Regions from separate parts of the Hordeum vulgare genome. Here region 2 is linked to region 1. A link is a contact called in public Hi-C data. All regions are on one chromosome and are shown on one strand. The core of a region is the stretch at or near the end of the contact, and the rest is flanking DNA. Distances in the headings are between cores, read along the strand shown.

Evidence for each region. A called contact is a pair of places that touch in the nucleus more often than the background predicts.
Region 2: a contact with region 1 is called in a Hi-C map of seedling, with 4 times the contacts expected there. The contact joins two enhancer-like sites. A contact is called at or near these places in 2 of 6 Hi-C or Micro-C datasets (leaf and seedling).

What each region holds. Positions count from the first base shown.
Region 1 is chr2H:633,644,676-633,647,788 of MorexV3_pseudomolecules_assembly, forward strand. No RefSeq gene overlaps it. Among protein-coding and RNA genes, the nearest start is that of LOC123428129, 44 kb to the right of the region's middle. Within about 2 kb of position 1,391, at least 2 of the 3 cell types and tissues checked have open chromatin away from gene starts, as enhancers often do. A contact at or near this core is called in seedling, where this site is marked.
Region 2 is chr2H:633,697,661-633,700,687 of MorexV3_pseudomolecules_assembly, forward strand. No RefSeq gene overlaps it. Among protein-coding and RNA genes, the nearest start is that of LOC123428130, 8.6 kb to the right of the region's middle. Within about 2 kb of position 1,616, at least 3 of the 3 cell types and tissues checked have open chromatin away from gene starts, as enhancers often do. A contact at or near this core is called in seedling, where this site is marked.

The sequences.
Region 1 (3,113 bases), core at 141-2,640:
ACACTCTTCTAACCAACTATTGTACATGTTAGCTATAAGACTAGTGGGAAGTAACTAAGTAGTAACATCAACGCCACGTAGGTAAAAAATCTGACGTGGCAAGTAATTAATGCGGAGAGAGATGGTGGTAGTAACATAGCTAGTTACCATCACATCACATATTTCAATGCATTATGTGTCTATAACCTAATAAATGCTAGTTTGCATGACACCACATGTATGTTACTCCCCACTATGGAGGTAGTAACATAGAGTAGTAACAACATTATGTTACTACTCCTAGTTACTCCCCATTATGAGCAGCCTAAGATGGGTTATAGGTGACATGGCATGAGCTTACAGCCGGCAACCGGTTCTACTGTTCTACTTGCTCTTACCTTCTCTCTCTTTTTCTCTTTCCTCTAACTAAATAAAAATATATTAGTTTATTTCTTATAGCCAGCTGACTCATTTTTATTATACTTGCTTTAAGCGACCGTGCACCATTCCAGATCCTAATTCTCCGGAGGAAAGAGACAAGACAAACTGCCGCTTAGCATCCCGCAGAGTATTGTATTCAAACTGACAAGGTGAAATTAAAAAGTAAGGCTGAGTTTGTTCCATTCAGTCTCAGAGGCATGCACGTGCATATGCTCAAGTAGTACCGCAGCCTGCATGGAAGTGGTAGTTTTGAAATGGCAATCGGATGGTGCTTTGAACAACACCCCCGCTCTTGTAAGAAGAAATACAGAAGACGGCAGTACGTAGTGTTAGCTTTATTGTAAGAGCAATATGGAAGACGGCACTACTTGACAATACAAGGTATGCGTGATCCTAATTTTTTGCAGAACTTCCAAACGAATTGGTCATGACCACGGCACGACCGCACGAGGTCGATCAGTTAAACAAACAACGTGGCCGACCAATCAACCGAATGCTGTTGCAACAGACCCACCACTTGCTTGGCCTGTTGGCCGTGCAGCCGGAGCACGCACGCACTGTGCTATGCTAAACTCGAGACGATGTACTGCCGTCGTGGTCTGTAATTAAGCAACAGCCTGTGCCGTTGTGTTTCCAGTTTGGTCGATCGTGTCACCGCCCGTGCCAAATTTGCGCCGAAAGACACGACGATCCTACGGCAAGCTAGGCAGCCCTGCACCTCGGGATTCACTGAACGAACTGGAGCGCAGGCACACAAGGAGCTTGCTAGTGCTGGACGCTTTTGTTCTTTAAAATCGACCGCGCATGCATGGTCAGGGCAAACCAACGGCTGTCCGTTGCCCGGCTTGGTCGGCCGCCGGCTCGATTGGTCGCTGGTCGGCCAGGTCCGGCGAGAACTCAAGCGAGATTCCCCTGCCTTTACGCGTCTGTCCATCAGACGGCGAGTTGTTGGTGGTGGTGGACGTCGTGGTACCTCGGCGCCGTTACCGAGGAAGGTGTCGTGGTTGCGGCTGGTGGCGCCCAGCGCAGAGATCCTCCCAGATCCCATCCCTCGTCGGCATACCGGTTTTTCGGTGGCGTTGCAGCTGGCAATGGCGGATCATGTCAGTCGCTCTAGATCTGCTGGATCCTCTGTGTGCGTACGGCCTGGTAAAACGGTAAAGAATCTGCAGTACTACCATCAGGTGCAGCTCATCTGGACAAGAGTAAAAGAGTGCGTCTGCAACGTCAAAAATTCTCATCGTAGATCCAACCCTTTTAAAAAACAGTACCACACGCTGAAACTTTCTAGTAGTTCCTCCTGGGAGCAAGCGCAGCAAAAATTGTAGATGTCTCGTGATGTAAAAGTATGCCCTGTTCCGCGTGTCTTCAAGGTAGCGATCACCTAATGGGCATCTGGCCGATTTTGTGATCATAGTTCTCATCCGAGTTTCTGATCGTGAAATAAACGTGGGCGCATATAGTCAATGTTCTATGAACCCGACCATAGTCCATGGTTATGGAACCTGATCGTTTTTGCATCCGATCTCCTTTGAACAGTAAATTCAAAAATATATTTAAAAACATATGATTTTTTTGTAAAACTTTAACAAATGTTCTAGAAGCTCGTAATATTCCATTATAAAATCACATTTTTGAATGTCACAAGCAAAAAAAATCAATACCTTGAAAATGCAACTTTCAAAGCATTTTGAAGCACTGATTTTTTACACGGCTTCTTATCATCTCATAATAAACTTTTGGAAGCTTTTAGAACATTAATCAAAGTTCGCTATAAAAAAATCAGAGTTTTTAACACCTTTTAGAAGGGTTTTTTAGTTACTGTTCATCTTAAACTCATTTAAGCTTGGGTGTCCTTCCTCTGTAAACTAATATAAAAGCATTTAGATCATTATTTTAATAATCTAAACACTTTTATATTAATTAACGAAGGGAGTAGAAGGGAACTTTCCATGGTTATTAGCATCATATACGTCAGGAAGTGGCAAATATATGACGGTCAATGCTCTGTGAACCCGACCATAGTCCATCATTATTGGCACGTTAAAAACGGATGGAATGATTTGAGGAGTCTCGTGTTATTATTACTTTTTCCTCCTGTTATTTTCGCTGCCGCTAAGCATGCTAGCTCACCCATTGACCAATGACGGTGCGGGAGATAAGCTTAATCTGGAAATAACATTACTTCTTCAGAGTACATCTCAACTTGCACTTGCCTACGCCATATTGGATTAGCTCCAGACCGGTCATGCATGCATGGCCAGACCAGCTGCCACGTCCGTGCCATCCATCAGATGATGATCAGATGAGATATCCCCTAATTATAATCTGCTAGCTACTAGCTAGATGACGAAGCTTTTGTGTGCCGCGACAATGTCAACCGTGGCCAGGAGGAGCTAACTAGCCAGGTCCGATCGCGCATGCAGCATGTTAGTGCTAGTCTATTCTGTGGGTGCAGACGGACCTCCGCGTTCTGACTAGCTGCGTTATGACATCACAGATGAGCGTCAACCAAATTTGGCGTACAGCTCAACAATGGCAATGCGCGTAAGTTAAAGGGAAACACTATCTATCATATGGCTGATAGAAAAAAAAGGAACTTCAGACTAATTACTTAACGTTGATCCTCCACCATCCCACGGCCAACACCTCACTCAAAAAGAAAAAGTCCAAGACACTCAATAAACTCACCC
Region 2 (3,027 bases), core at 366-2,865, 53 kb after region 1:
ACCAGTACGAATTGGCGGCCGTCCTCCATGCGAGCGAGGAGGAGGCGCGCCTGGTGGCTGGACCGCCTCCACCCCTCATCATGCGCGAAGAGGACCAGGAGGTGAAGGCAGCGTACCAGTACGAATTGGCGGCCGTCCTCCATGCGAGCGAGGAGGAGGCGCGTCTGAAGGAGGAGGCCTACGAGAAGCAGGCAGAGGCCATTGCGCTCTCAGCTGCCGGCAACGTAGTCGTGCCCCCGCTGGCCTCGCCATCCCCACTGGCCCTGCTGTCACCCGCCTCAAGCCAAAGATGTACGCTTGGGACGGGATGATGCACGAGTGTGTCAGCGCGCCACCCCTTCTGGTAGGGTGCGATGTCGGTGCAGGAGGTGGCCTATCTGGAGCATTGATGGTAGCAGCGGGGGTCAGAGGAGGGCGCAGAGGCCCGGCGGATCGCGCTGGAGCGCGAGACCAAAGCTGAGGAGGAGGAGCGACGCGATGTCGAGCGAACGTCGGTGCAACCACCGTCGGACGACGTCGCCTCCGTCGCTTGAGAGACGGCGTTCCCCTGGCTGGCCCGACAACGACGCTCGTCGACCTCACCGGTCATGACGAGGAGGAGGTCTAGGGCAGTGCGCCTCTTCGTTTTTAGTTTATTGAATTTTATGTTTTAAATGTAATATGGATTATCGTGGGTCTTTCAGTCCGGCTTAAATGTTTAATTAATGATTTATTATATTTTAAAATATTTTTTGCACCATCTAAAAATAAATCGTTGGAACCGTTGATTGTCCTGGACGCAAGTGTCTATCCAATTATAAAAACGGACACGGATGTTCACGGTTCAAAATGGATAAAATACGGACAAAAGCATTCCCGTTTGGATCGGCGGGTTGCTCCTAAATGCTCATGCGGTCGACACATGATCGTGGAACAAGCCATGCGTCGAGGCATCAACGTAGCAGGCAGTACAAAAGTCTAAAAGTTTTGTGTCGTTTCCCGCAGATATGGATTCTTTCATACAGTGGGACGCTAAGGTTCCGTATGGCCTATGCGTTGTGCGCCGTGAAAGGCACCGTGCTCCTAGTCAAGACGACACAAGACGTGACTGGGCTGTGGGTTTCCTAGGTGTAGGTACTACGCTGCATGGCTCGCTCTCAGCCGCTCGTCTGGCCGTGTCCTCTCCTGAAAACCACACGATGTTTGTTGCCCTGATTATGGATGAGCCGTAACAACTCTCCGGCGAACCAGGCCTCGCCGGTAGCAAAGATAACCATGCATGCCCGGCAGTGGAGAACAGCAGGGAGACCTCGACGCTGCTGAGGCTGAGCTATCTCGGTAGGTCGGCCGGGACCGTCTGCTTATCCTGCCAGAATCCCCGTGTGTGGCATGCGTTTGTACGGCGAGCGTGAATGGCAAGGTGCCCGTATCTCCGTCTCCATCTCCATGGCCACACGCAGGATGTGTCCAACAAAGGCGTCCTTCTCCCGGGCCCTCGGAGATCCGAATCTTGGAGCATTTTTCCATGGCGGCCGGGACCTGACGGAATCGTGGTGTCGTACGTTGAGCTGGTGGGTACTGCATGCCACAAGCTGGCGGGGCGTGTTTTTTCGCCGGGACAGGAGTTCGTGGAGCCTGACATGTGGGTCTGCATCAACGGCGCCGCCGTGCGGACGGACCGCCACGCGCAGGCAGGGCACGACCCCTAGCGGCGCCCAACGGAGAGGCCAGTTCGAGGCGGCACTCAGGCGGCTGTTGACAACCTCCAGGAGCCGGCGATCGGAACCAAAATTTGATCTGCTCCGGCTAAGGAAAAAAAATGCAGTTGCACACCTCGAGTCAGTAATAAGTACTGTACATTTATCTACTACTCCCTCCGTTCCTAAATATAAGTCTTTTCTAGAGGTTTTACTAACGGACTACACACGGATGTATATAGACATATACATTCATTCATTTTACTTGTATGTGGACCCTAGTGAAATCATTTAAAAGACTTATACTCCCTCCGTTCCTAAATATAAGTCTTTTAAGAGGTTTCACTAAAGCGACTACATACGGATGTATATAGACATACTATAGAGTATAGATTCATTCATTTTACTCCGTATGTAGTCCTTTAATGAAATATCTAAAAATACTTATATTTACAAACGGAGGGAGTATATAGGTCTATAGCAACGAGCTTAAATCTCCGTAGTACTTGAAAAAGGAAGAAAATGCATCGAGCTTGGAGGTAAACACCGGGTGGCTCCATTCTTGTTCAGTCGGATGGTTTGAGTAGCTTATTTTGCTTTCGTAAACTGTTGTCAGAAAGACTAATGTGTAATGTAGGCGCCGAAAATTAAGCTAAGTGGACCAATTAAGCTAAGTGTCCGTGCAGCACGAAATGGCGTTCGGGACCATGATTCTCCGGAGGAAAATGACACGGCAAACCGCCGCCTAGCCCGGGCCGCCCAACTAGCATCACAGAGAGTATTGTACTGTTCAATCTGATGTGAAATTTAAATCATGAAAATATCGCATCTGGTTCGGCTCAAGCATGGCATGTGCATGGCCTATGGCGAGGGAGGAATATCCAGTTTTGTGTAAGCCAAAAGGCGTAGTTTTGTACTCCCTCCGTTCGTGAATATAATTTTTTTAAACGATTTTACTAGAAGGCTACATACGGAACAAAATGATTGAATATATGCTTTAAAGTATGTCTATATACATCCGTATATAGTCTAATAATAAACCTTTAAAAAGACTTATATTTAGAAACGGAGGGAGTACTTAGGAAGGTGCATGCATGGAGTGGTGCACTGAACAACACTAGCTCTTATGCAGGCTCGTTCCATGCTTGCTTTTGCCGGCGCTACTGGTACTATTAGTTTTGTTTGATTACTTTTAACATAAATACGGAAGAGGGCACTACTACTGGTAGTTTGATTTAACAAATCTGGAAGACGGCACTACTGTGGCTGCAGGAACCAAAGTTTGTTTACGAGTTCCATGCCGCCACTAGATGTGCGAGGAAAACGTAAACAATACAGTGGCTGCCTGTAC